Linked DNA regions of Zea mays: region 1 is linked to region 2. The links are chromatin contacts, called in public Hi-C maps. All regions are on one chromosome and are shown on one strand. Each heading gives the region's core, a stretch centred on a gene start, on an enhancer-like site or on the middle of the called end of the contact. The rest is flanking DNA. Distances are from core to core; before and after follow the strand shown.

The links. A called contact is a pair of places that touch in the nucleus more often than the background predicts.
Region 1: a contact with region 2 is called in a Hi-C map of leaf, with 6 times the contacts expected there. The contact joins the promoter of LOC100272296 here to the promoter of LOC100382832 in region 2. A contact is called at or near these places in 3 of 25 Hi-C or Micro-C datasets (ear, leaf and tassel).

The regions. Positions count from the first base shown.
Region 1 is chr10:142,493,014-142,495,713 of Zm-B73-REFERENCE-NAM-5.0, reverse strand. LOC100272296 reads left to right here and starts at 1,449. Exons shown (of 6, transcript NM_001310031.1): 1 at 1,449-1,726; 2 at 2,084-2,252; 3 at 2,354-2,459; 4 at 2,558-2,657. The coding sequence starts at 2,129.
Region 2 is chr10:142,354,172-142,356,871 of Zm-B73-REFERENCE-NAM-5.0, reverse strand. It overlaps LOC100382832, which reads left to right and starts at 1,404. Exons shown (of 4, transcript NM_001175530.1): 1 at 1,404-1,470.

The sequences.
Region 1 (2,700 bases), core at 200-2,699, 140 kb before region 2:
ATCGGCTACAAGTAGACAAGGCGAATCTAGAATAAAATGAGAGTGAGGGCATATTTATAAATCGACACTAAAATGTTAGAGAAGTGACATCTAAGTGAGGATGAGCAGATAATTTTATTGTAAAAATTTAGATTCTACTATTTACAACAAACAATGACTCACTCGGACCTACGTACGTCCTACCCTAAAGTAGACAAAGCTGTCACTGAACTAAAGTTTCGCTCATGCTCGCACTGGATGCCTACGAGAATTACCTGAAAACGATTTCCATCAAGCAAACAATGTTGATCTTTTCTAGTGCATTCCTCTAATTTTGTACCAGTGCAAGCTGTGCACTCAAAGCGGTGTTATGAACTTTGTAGATTTCTTGATACAAGGATAGATTCCTCATGTTGAGTTGATCTCAAGTCCAGTCAAATAATCAAGCCCGATTCTATCCCTTACGTTTCGATCCACAACACAACAATACTCCTCCATTTCAAAATATTAGTCGTTTTAGATGTTAATTTTATGTCTATATTCAAATAAACGACAATATTATATATATATATATATATATATATATATATAACATACATTGAAATTGAGCTTCTTATGTTGGAACCGAACCGCTGACATACTATCACCCGCACACACGATGTGCCCCACCTAGGTCGTCAGGCCATGACACATGCGCCCGCATGCATAGCAACAATTTTAGGTCTGTTGGGTCAACACTCTCTCCACCCACAAAAAAGCTAGCCCATTAAGGATTTCTATCTTGAACCATATAAATCATGATTGTCCATCCACAGCTCACAATGTAAGATTATTCCCTGAAAGCAGACCGCTGACACATGGCGTTTCCGTCAGGCCGCCCGCACACACGGCGCGCCCACCTAGGCCGTTGGCCCGCGACACATGCGTCCGCACGCATAGCAACGGGTTTTAGGTCTGTTGGACAACACTCCCCCAAAAAGTTAGTCCATTAGAGGTTCCTACCCTCAACCATATAATCTATGCTTGCCGACAACTCACAATGTGGGACTATTCCCAACATCTTAAATATTGTATGAATCTATAAAAATACTAAAACGACTGATATTTTGGTATAGATGGAGTATTAATTAGAGCATGTACAACTCTAAGCCTGTGGTTCAGTTTTCTAAATAAAACCTAACTAGAAAATATATGATATAACTCTGAGACACTAAATCATAAATACAGATAAAAAGTAGAAAGTCGTGAAGAGACGTAGACCCATATTAAATGGATAAAAAGAATAAGACAGGCAACCAACATATTCGCTGCAACCGAACAACGATGGATCGATTTCCTCGGTCGCGATCCGGGTCGCAGCTCGCCACCAAGCAATGTATGCGAGGAGGCCCAACACTGCCTGTAAGGCCCACAAGAGACTATAGAGAAGTTGGAATGGATCACTTGTAGCACCAGAAAGACACGGCCGAGTCGTCTTTCCCGACGCAAAAGTCGACGACGCGTGCGCCTTGCTCGCTCGCTCGCCGTCTGCCGTCGTTCTAGGTTTAGAGCCAGGTCACCAGCGCTAGGAGGGCGCGAAGTCGAGTAGACGGCCGGGCCTCTCCCGTTCTCCACGGACGGCTAGCGCTACTGGAGGCGACGCCTGGACGGCGACCCCGCACACTCACAGCCACACCCTCCACCTGTGTGACTATTCAAGGGCTTAGGCCGAGCCGCCCGGCCAATCGCCGTCCGCCGGACCGCTGAGGTGAGCTGTTACCATGGACACCATTAACCTATTTAGATGCAGGAACAGATGGTTATGTAGCTTCTAGCGTCTTCTGAATTTCCTTGGAGTAGCATGTCATGATTCATGAATCGAGATTTTCTTGGTCTACGGAGTAGAGCTAGTAGGAGTAGCTTCTATCTCAGCTAGGCCCCTTTCTCCGTGACACCACTTAGGGTACTCTGTTTTGGGATTTGGGGTCAATTGAGTTGTTCGAATGGGGATAATCAGAAGTGGATGTGATTAATGTTCGACTAGGATTAGCATTTTACGGTATAACTTGGTCGTGCAATTTAAGCAAAATACTGTTGCTAACACATTTTCATTTGTGACTTGCAGGAATTTTTCTTTCTCGTCAAAAGTTACTGCATTCATTTTACAGTAATGGCTATGGGGTTGATTAATGCTAATCCTATAATCCATGAGAAAAAAGAGAGGCGTGCCAGACAGGCACCAGAGACCACAGATGAAAATGCAGCAGAGCCCATAGATCAGCTGGAAATATTTGATATCCTTCTTAATGATTTCTTCAAATGTAGTGAAGATTGCTGTTCTATTTATCTGAGTTCTCTATCCTAGCCATTTAATTGTGGTCCTTATTGTTCTTACATCACATTAGAGATATAAAGGATCCAGAGCACCCGTACTCACTGGAACAGCTGAATGTGGTGACTGAAGATTCAATTGAACTCAATGATGAAAGTAATTATGTCAGGTAAGCTCTCATATTTCTAGATTCCTTGTTTTTTCGTATGTGCAATTCAAGAATGTTAATGAAACTCCTTATTTAGATTCATATTTGCTTTGCATCAGGGTTACATTCACCCCAACAGTGGAGCACTGCAGTATGGCAACTATTATTGGCCTTTGCATACGCGTGAAACTTGTACGGAGTCTCCCTCCTCGTTACAAGGTTTGTTGTCATTGTGGAGCTTGAAACATTTTTCCAGAGGGGT
Region 2 (2,700 bases), core at 155-2,654:
TTCATTATTTCTCATTCTAACGCTAACTCCAGGTGAAGTTCGTGTTCAAAGTTTATTACTTTCAAGTTTCACCTATGCAGCACCCCTCTAGGCGACTTTCACTAGTCAAGTTTAAATATGAGGGGATTTAATTACATCCAATCCCTCTCGATCCACCCGTAATCGAACAAGCACGTAGTGTGTCGAGCCAACCTCAAGAACTTGTGTTCTTTGATGTTTGGGATCCTACACTATAGTATGCTAGTATATACAAGTACTATATTAGTTTTGTGGTTGCTTAAAACAAATTTACCGTGGTTTCATTTATTAAATTATACATTTAAGGTCTTTTAGTAATTTCAGGAGTTCTAAACCCATGTTGAACGTCTGTTTGACCAAAAAAAATCCTTGCTATCTAAAGTGGTTGGGAAGGTGAATATGAGAAGCTCAATCCCTTATTCGCAAAATTAGCCATCTCATGTCATATATATATTGGCGCTCATTAGCAAAATGGGTCGTCATAGAAAAACATAGCAATGTCGTAGAAGTAAGTTTGTTTGTCTTAGGCTAGTTTGAGAACCATATTTTTCTAAAAAATAAACTAATTTCTAAAAAATAAACTAATTTCTCTTGAAAGATGGAAATCTTTTAAAAAATAGAGTTACTAAACTAGCCTTTAGTTTGTGCTTCTATATTTTTGAGACGAAGCTTTTTATATAGCTACTTACCGTATAAATCACACACCGAGCGAAGTCTTGTAGACTTGTAGTACGTTATACCTCTTGAGAAAATTGTCATAGGTGGTCATAATGTACGACCTGCTAAAAACAGCTACTAAAAATACACAACCTACTACATTATTATATGCTACTAGCTATGTTATGTTGATTTTTTAAAAACTTTGACCAATAGTCTTATTTAACAAAAAATATAAAATATTATTTATTTTGTTATAATTTGTTTTATCACTTAAGTTAGTTTAAACGTGATTTGAAATTTTAGATTTTCACATAAATATTTTGAATAAATGAGTGGCTAATTTTTTTAAAAAAGTCAACAACGTTATATATTTAAAAATGGAGTAAGTACTTTATTTGTACATGCATATATGCAAGCTATAGATTTGGACGGATCCTAAAAGTAAAAGCCTAGTCTATCTTCAGCGGACCCTATAAATAAAGTACAAATTAGTATTTTTTATTATAGATTGTATTATTTGTAGATTGAATTTTGAAATAGCAAATGAGATAGTAAATACAATAGTTCAGCTGGAGACACGTAGTGGGGACCAGTTCGGACGTGCCCCACACGACGCCACGTCACCACCCCACGTCGTGTCGAAGGGCAGCGCCGCGGCGGGCGCTCCTCGAACCTCTCTATAAACCGCCCACTGGACACGGCCACTCCATTTTAGACTCTACTCCCCGCTTACGATTCAAGTCAGCGGTTTAGGGTTCGAGATCTCGGCATTGCGCCGCGGAAGCCATGGCGGTGAGCATTGGGTTTCCCCTTTCCTTGCTTTCCTATTGACCAGTCATCGCTTTCGCGAGCTTGTGTGCCGTGCCATTTCCGATTCGGGGGCACCTGCTTGGCTGCTTGCTGTTTCTTTTTATTTCGTTTTCGGAGCTTGAGAACTTGGGGCAGGTTTTCGACTTGTGGATTTGCTCCGGTGCTGGCCGCGTCTCCCCAGCCTGTCCTAGTATCAAAGAAACGAGGGAACTATTTGCAAGAAGCGAAAGGGGGGCACTAGAACGTCTGAGGAACTGGGAAACTAACACTTGGGAGGTTGGGATGGTTGGTCGTTATAGTCAAATCTCGTTCATTTCAGTAGACATTTTTACCTTGTCAAGTCCTGGAAATGAGGCATTTTTTTGGAGCCATGAGTATCTGTTGATGATTTGAAGTGCTCGGTCATATCACTGTTTTTAGTGCTTGTTGTCTCTTCCTTGTAGTGTTTAGTTAAAATATCTTGGGCCTTTTCTCTGTTTGTCTACTTGCTTGTGCTCAGTGATTTAGAGGGTGTGTTTTGACTACCGTACCGTTTCATTACTCTTTTTTTTGTCGGTGCACTTTAAGAGGTGTCAAGAAAGCAAGGAAAAATAAGCAAACTCTGCTGAATGTCAAGCTTACCTCTGTATACATAAAATGGGTATAGCCTTTACTGAAAGTTGCCTCAAGTCTGCCTATTACGTTGATATGCAATACAACAGCAGTATTTAATTCGTGGGGGATGTAATGTGCTACTGATATGCTGTTGTCTAGCAAGTGCAGTAGGTGAAGTTTAATGAATGCTGCAAAAAAGAATAATCAATGTTACATATTTGTCTCCCCACCCCCCGCAACCCCCACATACGAGAAACATGTATGAATACGAGAACATGAAAACCTTTTAGTGAAGTGAATTTCTTATTTTAGCAATGGAAATAAAGACCTATATTAGCACTCAAATCAGAAGAGGGGCATGGTTAATAATGTGCATGGATGTACCTGACTATTTTTAGTGAACTCATGTCAAAGCTGCCAAGAATATCTTTTGGTTGTACCCTGCCTAAAATTAGCTAAAAACATTGGAACAAAGGCCTCGATTATACCTAAGTAATTTCTCATGAATTCGTGAGAAAAAGGCCAGGAATGTGCTATGCATCAATTGTAGTTAACCTGAATGAAATAATTTGCTATGAAGCGTTTTCTCTATGCATGAAGCAGAGTTCCATGTCGATG